2 separate regions of the Mus musculus genome follow, and region 2 is linked to region 1. A link is a contact called in public Hi-C data. All regions are on one chromosome and are shown on one strand. Each heading gives the region's core, a stretch centred on a gene start, on an enhancer-like site or on the middle of the called end of the contact. The rest is flanking DNA. Distances are from core to core; before and after follow the strand shown.

Region 1 (5,643 bases), core at 1,913-4,412:
ACAGCTACAGTATACTCATATACATAAAATAAATATATCTTTAAAATAATTTATTTATGCATCTGATAGTTAGCTTACATGCATGCCTATGTGTACCATATGCATTCCTGGTGCCTGCAAAGGTCAAAGAGGATGTCAGGTTTCCTGGAAGGCGCTATCTGGTTGCTAGGAGCCAAACCCAGAACCTGTGCAAGAACAAGTGGCACTCGGGAGGCAGAGGCAGGCGGATTTCTGAGTTTGAGGCCAGCCTGGTCTACAAAGTGAGTTCCAGGACAGCCAGGACTATACAGAGAAACCCTGTCTTGAAATAAACAAACAAACAAGAACAAGTGCTTTTAACTATAGAGCCATCTCTAGCTCACAGCTTCTCCAGAGAGGATAGAGGCAAGCACTAAGACACCTTGCCAGTAGACACAAGTGTCAGCAGTATACCATGGGAGTAGTTGCTGGGACATGGAGGCATTTTTTTTTTTAAGTTTGTATACATGACTTTTGAAATCTCAAAGGGGAGCTGGGTGTAGCATGCACACCTGTGATCCTCCAACCTAGGAGGCAGAGACAGGAGGATGGCCAATTCAATGTCAGCCTAGGTGACATAGCAAGACACACACACACAGACACACACACACACAGACACACACACACACAGAATATTAAAGTTGACAGCACCCTGGAGGCCAAGAAATAAGACAGCCAGGAGCTCAAGGCCAGCCTGGGCAACATAGCAAGTTCTAGTCTCATCAAGACTATATTGCCTCAAAGAACAAACAATGAATAGTTGAGGTAAGAGGTGAAAATGGTACAGATTATCTCAAAAAATCAAGTTGGCTTGAGGTGATCTTGTTGTCAGGAGCCCTTTACCAAGCAGGCCCTGTGGTCTGAGTCAACACACGCCAGACTCACAGTTACTACTGTTGTAAGCTGACTGACACATCACCAAAGGACGAACTCTGGCTCTTCCCCACCTAGTGTCAACAACAAACTTGGCTCTGTTTCTAGAACTCCTCCAAGCCTTCCTGTCCTGTTCTTTGTACAGGTGATCGGTCACCCACATCCAGGGAAGGGCTAAGGGGTACCATATATGAGAGCAAGTAGGTGATCAGACTGCATCTAGCTGAGGCAGGGTGGAGACACAGGCCAATGACGTGAAGAGAAGCAAGGGCAGGACCTCCTCCTGGACCAGGGTTAATGCGTTTGCCAGCAAAAAGCAAGTGGCCCAGCACAGTCAGTGCTACGGGTGCCGACGCTTACCAGGATTTTCATATACAGATATTTTTACATTTGTTTGTTTGTTTGTTTGTTTTGAGACAAGTTCTCACTGTGTGGCCCTGACTAAGCTCACAGAGTTCTGCCTGCTTCTGCATCCCAAGTGCTGGGATTAAAGGTGTGAGCCTCCATGCCTGGCCTCATTTACAGGTATTTTATGTTAAGATAACAATACACTTAAGGCCTGAAAAAAATGCATATGATCTTGGGTATGGCCTTATCTCTCTTCCCAGACACAGTTAGAGAACCTCAAACAAAACTGTTGACAGTAAGATATCCTACCTTCCTCTATTCCCAGGGCTGAACTTTTGACTTTGAACCTAGTTAGGAGCCATGAATAAGACAGGACTTTTAAACCTCACTCAATGAGATGCATCAGAGAAGCGGAGAAGCTCCGAGCCCAAGCTCTGAAGTATGTTTTACTTTTTTCTTTTGGGCACCTCTTTTGTGCCTAATCTTCATACTTAAGCCTCTATTTAAATATCTTTAACACAATCTCCAACTCTGCTTCCTAAACTGGCTAGCCTGGAATTCTTTTCATCATCAAAGCCTGGTGTGATCTGAGACTAGGTCCTTAAAACTAGGGGAAATTCTCAGGCTGCTGACTTGACAGCTGGGAGCTGGGCCCCTCTGCCATGTGTCCCCCAAACACTTAAAGTAAAATAAAGACACAAAAGTAAAATGAAAATGTGGGATTGGGGACCATGTGGGGGAACCTGAAGAGATGTGAGCACCACAGCATCTCACATCCCAGCAGCAACACTAGGAATCTGGAGGAGGGGCAGAGGCTCTGTTCTATCTGGGAACAGTCACCCTCTCCAGCAGACCACATGACCCAGGAGGTCTCAGGGAAAGGGGAAGAAGCACGGGCCTGGAAGCCAATCACCCTGGCTTGCAGCAGCCTTGGAAACACATGCCTCCTTGGCTAGAGTTTACTTCACTATGTACAAGGTTGGACTAATGAAACTACCTTAAAAAATTGTCTAGAGGACATGTCTCTCACCTGTCCCTTATAGCTGTCACATCTACCCCATAGAAGATGGCTGAGCTTAGTAGTGGCAAAACGGTAGTCAGCAGGCCCAGACAGCAGACAGGTCTGCTGAGCAAGGCATTTGCAAGGGCATAGGGTGCACTCTAAAGACATGACTTATCGGGCAGAAGGAAACATAGGAAAGATGCTGAGGGTACATGGATGGATCTCAACATCAGGGCCTCCTTGTCCACTGTCCAAGAGGCAAACAAGCAAAACCTCAGCTGCCAATGAGCCTAGAGTGGGGCCAGACCTGGCCTGGATGCAGCCTACACGCAATGTCCTCCCGTTCTGAGCAAGGGTTCACTACGCCAGCCCAGTAAAGCCCATATCAGGCATAAGAATGACCCAGCACTTGCTGTCTACTCTGACATTCTGTGAAGCCCAAGGCCCCATCGGAGGTTTCAGAGTGAGAGGGGCGACATGACTAGGCTCCAGAGTAATTCTTGACACTGGAGACTGCAGCCCTTCACCCTGCAACAACCATGCAGCTCTCTGTCCCGCCAATCTAGCCTCTTACACAGCAAGTCTGCCCCTGCTGCCGAGACCCTTCCCCGCACCCAATCCTGACAGGGATAAATAGAAACATCTTCCAGTACCGTGAGGGTTTTGCTTTCAATTATCAGAGACAGTCTGGTCTGGTCTGTCAGACTAGAGTCCCGAACCAGCAGGCCGTTTAGTTTCCATTTAATGCCTTGGAAAGGGAAAACTGAATTATGACGAGAAGGGGCGGACCGCCTCGTCCTCGACCAACCTGATCCAGACCGCGTTCCAGGAGCCCGGCGCCCGACCTTGGGTCAGCCCCGCCAGGAGCGCAGCCCGCTAGCCCCAGCCACCCGCTGCACACTCACCGCCTCCGCCGCCGCCGACTTCCGGGTGCCGCACCCGCGGGCTTTAGCCTCCAGCCCAGAACCCGCCCGGCCCGCCTCCAGAGCGCTCGCTATTGGGCGCAGCAGCGAAGGGCGGAGCATCGAACCCAGAACCGCGGCCTTGTTGGCCGTATGTGCTGTCGCTTAGAGATATAGCGCTCCGCCCCCGCAGCTGCACCAAGACTGGAGATGCACCAAGGCTGGCGATGCACCAAGGCTGGAGCTGTGTGGGCATCTGGTCCTTTCATGCAGCCACAGCTCCTCAGCCTGTGGGTTATCTCTGTGAGACCCTGCACCCCGCCCGGTTCAGGCGCTGGACCCACCTCCACCCCCTTTAGACAAAGTCCTGGTCTTTATCTCTAGACCATATCATCTGTCCCAGATAGCCCTCCCCTCCCTTTGTCGCCTCCAAGTCTTACTAGACTGCCTGTATCCTTGGCCTCTGACTTCTCATCTATTGTATTCCCTGCACTAAAAAACAACACAGAACACGGACTTCTGCTCCACCGTGCCTTCCATAGTCCTTAAGAAGTCACAGAGGCTGTTCTGTGAGTCCAGACCCCCAAGGATGAGGAATTTACCATGCTTGAGCTATGTTTGGACAATGACTGGGACATTTAGAACAGGGCCAGGACAATCACTGGGGGCTTCCTGTACCTGTTAATATCAGGTTGTGTAAGGGGCTTGAGCATCCATCGCTAAGGTGGAGGGAGCATCAGAGGTCCTCCCCAAAGTGAGTACTCAGTACAAGGATCACAACCACATTAAAGACAATGATACTGTACTACAGACTCTCAACCCAGTTGACTTGATACCCAGTTCTCATTCACTCCACTTGAGAGATGTAAATATAATTGCTCAGAGCAGTTAAGCTATTCACTTGAAGTAAAATAAAGGGCTAGCAAGATAGCTGCCTGGGTATAGATGCTCGCTGTCAAACCTGGCCACCTGTGTTCCATCCTTGGGATCCACATGGTGGAAGGAGAGATCTGTGTCCTTTATGTTGTTCTCTGATCACCACATGTGCATTGTGGTATATACTCACAAAATAAAATGTAATTGATTTAAAAAAAAAATGCCGGGCTGGTGAGATGGCTCAGTTGGTAAGAGCACCCGACTGCTCTTCCAAAGGTCCGAAGTTCAAATCCCAGCAACTACATGGTGGCTCACAACCATCCGTAATGAGATCTGACTTCTGGAGTGTTTGAAGGCAGCTACAGTGTACTTACATATAATAAAAAAAAAATAAATAAATCTAAAAAAAAAAAAAAAAAAAAATGCCAAGTGGCATTAGCTGCCTGGACGATCTAGGTGCCATGGTCCCAAACTTCAATGCTGATGTTTTGCAGAAAACTGGAACTCAGAGAGGCGAAAGCAAGGCTGTAGCCAGACCCAGTCACAGCTCTGCCCTCTCTCACACAGCCTCACCAGCATTCCTCCTGAGAACTAAAGGAAATCATTTGCAAACATGACCAGACTCCGGAGACTATGACTCCTGGCCAGCAGGTGGCAGACCTAGCTAGGCACTTCCATTCTTCCTCCAGCTTAGCACAGTCACCCTGTGCTCCTGCCAGCTGTCTCCATCTGAGCTGCCAGATCACTTGGTCTACAGGACTAAGAGGTAGTCATGGACAAGCAGGACACGGGCTTGAGGCTAAAAGAGCATGGTCTGGGATATAGCAGATACACAGTAGCTTGTCCCCAAAGCACCAAGCCATGAATTCAGAGTGGGACAATGGCTGGATATGCTTTCTCATCAATCCTATCCATAAAGAGAGATGTAAGAACATGTTGAACAGTGGTTCGAATCCCATCACAGGCAGCAGGTGGCCCTTTGGGGGCGGGGGGGATTTGAACCTCTGCCCCAATTTTTTCCTTAATTATTTATTAACTTTACATCCTGATAGCAGCTCCCCTCCTTCCTCTCCTCCCAGTCCCAAATCCAACCCCCTATTACACCCTCCCCTCCTCCTCATAGAAGGGGGAGCCCCCCTTGGGTACCACCCCACCCTGGGACATCTAATCCCAGCACACCCTCTCCCTCTGAGGCCCAACTAGGCAGTCCAAATTAGGGGAAGGGGATCCAATTCCTGCCCCTATTTTTTTTTTTTTAATAGTTATGCACTCTGACATTCTCTCCCATTTGAGTCTGGCTCATTGTTCATTCCTCGAATGGGAGCTCACCACTTTTTGTAAACACCTTTTTAGGATTTAAGTGCCAACTAGTTAGGAAGTTCTTCCTGACAAACACTTCCTCTCTGTGGCTTTCCCCAGCACTATCCCTACAGAAATGGCCAGCAGCTGGATGGATAAGGAGGATGGGGGGGGGGGAGTGGGGGGGGGAGTGGGGGGGGGGGAGACAGACAGAGCAAGAAACACACACACAGTGAGAGAGAGAGAGACAGAGACAGAGAGAAAGACAGAGAGACAAACAGAGAGACAGAGAGGCAGAGAGAAGGGGGGAGATATTCATTATTG
Region 2 (5,643 bases), core at 1,941-4,440, 620 kb before region 1:
CAAGCAGTCTTCACCATGGACTAAATCATCTCTCCAGCCCCTGGAGTCTTGCTTGAGTTTCTGACTCGGCTTTTCTTGCTGGGGGTTGGGGGCTGTGTGATAAAGTGTAACATGAAATAAACCCTTTCCTCCTCAAGTTGCTCTTGGTCATGGTGTTTTTCACAGTAACAGAAAGCAAACTAAGATACCTTTACTCTTAGAAAGCAACCTTTGAGGGGGCTCACTCAAATGCAGTAGACAAATGTTGCCCCCTCCACCAAGATACACAGGCCCCAGTCCCTGGAACCTGTGACTATCTTTCACTGTATCTCAAAAAATGACCGCATAGCTGTGATTGAAGATACAGACTAACGATTGTGTTCCATTGTTCCAAACTGATCTGGGAAGTGCACAGGATGTTCTCTACCTGAATTTGGTGAGTGTCAGAGAAACCAGCCAATGTTAGACTAGGCCACAAAGAAAGCACAAGATACAATCAACCTCCAGGAACAAAAACTGGCCCCTGACAAATAGGCAGGAAAGAGGATACCTCAGTTTTACAAGTGTAAGGAATAGAATTTGGACAGCAACTTGAATGGAGTTGAAAGCAGATTCTGTTCCAAAGGTTCCATCAAGAAATGTAATTACCAGGCAGTGGTGGCGCATGCCTTTAATCCCAGCACTCTGGAGGCAGAGGCAGGCAGATTTCTGAGTTCAAGGCCAGCCTGGTCTACAGAGTGAGTTCCAGGACAGCCAGGGCTATACAGAGAAACCCTGTCTCGAAAAACCAAAAAAATAAAAAAAATAAATAATAAATTTAAAAAATGTGTATATTGCCATCGTATTGATTTCAACCCTGAAACTAACACCTACCAAATCTTACATGAGCCTCTGACATAAAAAAAAAAAAGATCAAATATAAATCTGTGTTGTTTAAGATGCTAAGTGCATGGTAATTGTTATTACAGCAAAACAAAATAATATACAAGTGCAGTATCTTACAGAGGTAGAAAGCACCTCAGGACTCACAAGGCATTACAGTGTATCCAGTATACTTCAGTCTTCCCTCAGACCTCAGATACTTCTGCAGCTCTCCCCTACTGTCTGTGATAACAACTTGCTCTTCCAGATCCACTGTACTGGGCTTTCCCAAAGAATCCTTGCCCTGGAGCTCAGACCATTTCTCAAGACTTCACTTAGAGATAACTCAAGTACATCAATACTGCACTTGTGGGCTGGAGACTTGGCTCAGAGGTTAGAAGCACTCACACTGAGCTCTTACAGAAGAAGCAGGTTCGATTCCCAGAATTCACAGGGCAGTTCATAACCCCCTGTAGCTCCAATCCCAGGGAATCTTATACGCTCTTCTGACCTCTGACATCATCAGATATACATGGTTCACTTATATACAGGCAAGCAAAACACTCATATAAATAAATTAAATCTAAAACAATTAAGAAACAAAACACTTGTTTGCTGAACTGTCTGCAAAACCGTGCAAGGGTTATTGTGCGGCGGTACCAAGCCACTGACACAGTACCCACTCCCTCCACTGTACTGATGCTTCCCCGATTTAGTCCATTGCTTCACTCCACCCCACCCCACCCCACCCCCTCCATCCAGTTAGTCACCAATTGTCCACATATTCATTCCTCTTTCTCTGGAATCTGTCTTCCTCTTTCAAGTTCAGCACTTAATACTGGTCTTTATGATCTCTGCCAACCAAGTCTTCTACAATCAACTCATGAGACCATATGATCTAAATGAAAAAAAGACAGAACCCCCACCAACCCTTCCAAAGGAAAAAAACTCCCCAAATTGCCTATTTGGCCTCTCTTGGGTCCCTAATTCATCTCCAGGGACTCAGGGGCCTTCCCAACACTAATGCTGCACCACCTCAAGGCAGACCACGTGTAAAACACTGGAGGAAGGGCCGGGCAGTGATCCCAGCGCTTGGGAGGTAGAAGTAGGCAGATTTCTGAGTTCCAGGACAGCCAGGACTACACAGAGAAACCCTGTCTCGAAAAACTAAAAAACAAACAAACAAACAAACAAAAAACCACGGGTACAAGTTGTTTGCCCAAAACACCCAACACTAACCATGCCAGCATCTGCTCATCCTCATGATGTATCCTTGACTACTTTGCTTCAAAGACCCAGAACTCTCCACCTACAGCCGTCCATCCTGATGCTTTCACAATCATCTGCTGGGAATGGTGGCCTGTCACCCTCCTACTTTTCTCTCTAGAGCTCAATCTGTCACCTACTCGAGGCTGCTCCAGTCTACTCAACTGACACTTTAGCACCCACAAAAATGACTGAGCATTGGCACGACTGTACTGTTTCTTTACAGACAGACAGTACCAACCCTCAGGGGAAAAGCTGTGCCACAGGCAATTTTCTGAACACTTTAGGAAACTCAGTAAAATGGCTAAGTGCAACAAGCACTCTGCAGTGCTCCGTGGGCAGAGGGCATCCCTGCCCTTCACTCCCGAAGTTCCCACAGCTATTTCCTGCTACCCTTTGGCCAAGTTGACACACCTTGTGGAAGAAACCGGAGCACTCTTCTATTCCACTGCCTACAACCCAAACACATCAATCTTCCAATTTACCTTCCTTCCAGCCTCCTCCAACTCATTGATGTGGTTTTCGTTTTATTTATTTATTTTATAAAAGAAGCCACGCGGCACCCGTGTAAAATCTCTGGCTGCCTCATTCTCTTTCTATATTCGGTGCGAATCGAAGCAAAGGAAAATCTGCACACAAATGACGAGGCGGCTCAGGACGATGACTCACTAGCCAGGGCACTAGCTGGGTTTGCAGAGTTCCTCCCCAGAAAAACTAGCCAGCAGTCCCTGTCTGCCGAGAAAGGCCAGAGAGACTCCAGGAGGACCCTTGTACGTCCCCGGCACCCAGCGGACACCGCAGCTTCTGACCAGGGTCAAGAGCGGGTCTAGCCCGGCCTCACCCTCCCCGCCCGGAAGGTCCGACCACCGGTCCTTGCCCCAGGCCACACTCACATTTGGCTGACCAGCTTCTGCCGAAAGGCGGCGCTACGCCAGTCGGTCTCCTGCCCCGAAACGTCCATGCCCGGAGCCCCTACTCTTGTAGCCCGAGTCCCTACCGGCCACCCCCGGCGCCGCCGCCTCTACCACAGCGACAGGCCCGAACCCGGAAGCCGAGCGATCCCGCTACTGGGCCACGCCGGAAGTACAGGAAGAATTGTGGGAAATGAAGTCTTGCTTTTGTATACGCATGCGCGCCACAGAAAGAGAGAGGAAGAGAGGAAGGGGAGAGGGGGAGAGGGGAAGAGGGAGAAGGGGAGAGGGGGAGAGGGGGAGAGGGGGAGAGGGAGACACAGAGGGAGAGACAGAGATACAGAGGCGGAAACACAGACAGAGGCAGAAACAGAGAGAAAGACAGAAAAAAGAGACAGAAAGACAGACACAGAGACAGATACAGAGACAGAGAGAGACACACATGCGGACACATAGACACACACACACCACACACAGACACACATACAGAGTCTATGTATATTTTGTTGCCAGTGTTGGGATAATTGCTAATGTATAACATATTTTTGGTATTTTAAATAAATTTGGTATTTAAATATTGAGATTTTAATTTCTAACATATGTTAAGTGTACATAAGTATATGTACATTCTACAGTCATCAAAATAAAGCTAGTATTTCACCAACAAGCAATGTTAGGTTTAGGATCTCTGCTCATTGAATCATTAAGCTCCATATTTAAAAGGAAAGCAAAAGCATTATTTCTGTTAATGTTTTCTCTGTGGTTCATATTCCTTGCTTCTTAGTGGTGCATCCCTTAATACAGGACATTTTGGTCTAAGTGGATAATTGTTGCTGGGCTTATGTGTCTCGAGTTCACCTTTCAATGTTTATATGATTTAAGTTTAGAGTAGAGATTACAAGGTAACTAACCAATTTTGTAAGTCTTCATTTTTTCCAACAATATGTAAGGCCTCATTTTAGAACTTTGTTTGTCCCAGCACTTGGGAGGCAGAGGCAGGCAGATCTCTGTTGAATTCAAGGCAGCCTGGTTTACATACTGAGTTCCAGGACAACCAGGGCCTATGTAGAGACACATTGTCTCAAACAAACAAAAACAAACAACACCCAAAATGAACCCCAAAATAAATAAATAAATAGACAAATAAAGAAATAAATAAAATACATGTGTTTATTATTATAGAAGAAAGCACCCTTTAAAAAAAAAAACTTTTGGCCTTTGGAAAAGTCTTAAACACAAATGAATTAAAAACTGAGTGTCAGGGCTGGAGAGATGGCTCAGAGGTTAAGAGCACTGACTGTTCTTCCAGAGGTCCTGTGTTCAATTCCCAGCAACCACATGGTGGCTCACATCCAATGTACTGTTTTGGTGTGCCAGAATATCTGAAGACAGCTACAGTATATACATGAAATAAATAAATAAATAAATCTAAAAAAAAAAAAAAACCCCTGAGTGTGGGGGCTGGAGAGATGGCTCAGCCATTAAGAGCATTGATCTATTGCTCTCTTCTGGTGTGTCTGAAGACAGTTACAATATACTCATATACATAAAATAAGTAAGTCTTTAAAAAACTGAGTATGGGGGTTGGGGATTTAGCTCAGTGGTAAAGTGCTTGCCTAGCAAGCCCAAGGCCCTGGGTTCGGTCCTCAGCTCCGGAAAAAAGAAAAAAAAAAAAAAAAAAAAAAAAAAAAAAAAAAAAAACTGAGTATGACAAAACTTAAAAAGAAAATTCAAAACCACCAAGCATGGTGGTGCGTGGTGATGCATGGTGGTGCAGGTATGGTGCTGAAGACATGGTGGTGCATGGTAGTGCATGGTAGTGGAGGCATGGTGGTGCATGGTGGTGCAAGCATGGTGGTTCAGGCATGGTGGTGTATGGTGATGAAGACATGGTAGTGCATGGTGGTGCAGGCATGGTAGTACATAGTGGTGCATGGTGATGAAGGCGTGGTGATGCATGATGGTGCATGGTGGTGCTTGGTGGTGCAGGCACGGTGATGGTGATACAGGCATGGTGATGCAGGCATGGTGGTACACCACTTTAATCCCAGTCCTTGAGAGGCAAAATTTGGCAGTACAGCTGGAGAAAGCTAATTCAGGTTCTTTATCTAAATCTTTTTTTTTTTTTTTTTAAGAATAGGAAAGCCAGGCATGGTGGTACATGCCTTTCTTCCTTCCTTTCTTTTTCTTCCTTCCTTTTTTTCTTCCTTCCTTTCTTCCTGCCTTCCTTTCTTTCTTTCCTTTAAAGATTATTTATTTATTTATTTATTTATTTATTATGTATATGAGTACACTGTATCTGTACAGATGGATGTGAGCCTTCATGTGGTTGCTGGGAATTGAATTTAGAACCTCTGTTTGCTCCGGTGGGCCCTGCTCACTCCGGCCCAAAGATTTATTTATTATTATAAATAAGTACACTATAGCTGTCTTCAGACATACCAGAAGAGGGCATCTCAGATCTCACTATGGATGGTTGTGAGCCACCATGCAGTTGCTGAGATTTGAACTCAGGACTTTTGGAAGAAAAGTAGGTGTTCTTAACTGCTGTGCCATCTCTCCAGCCCCCTTTATCCAAATCTTAGATTCCCCAAGCCATGTAGTCAGAGACCTTCACACAGCGTGG

The links. Hi-C and Micro-C count contacts between places; a contact is called where the count stands out from the background.
Region 2: a contact with region 1 is called in a Hi-C map of B cells, with 5 read pairs. The contact joins the promoter of Med15 here to the promoter of Tango2 in region 1. A contact is called at or near these places in 1 of 39 promoter capture datasets (liver) and 1 of 484 Hi-C or Micro-C datasets (B cells).

Annotation. Positions count from the first base shown.
Region 1 is chr16:18,340,748-18,346,390 of GRCm38.p6, forward strand. Tango2 (transport and golgi organization 2) reads right to left here and starts at 3,163. Exons shown (of 9, transcript NM_001359109.1): 1 at 3,051-3,163.
Region 2 is chr16:17,719,757-17,725,399 of GRCm38.p6, forward strand. Med15 (mediator complex subunit 15) reads right to left here and starts at 3,191. Exons shown (of 18, transcript NM_033609.3): 1 at 3,000-3,191. The coding sequence starts at 3,067.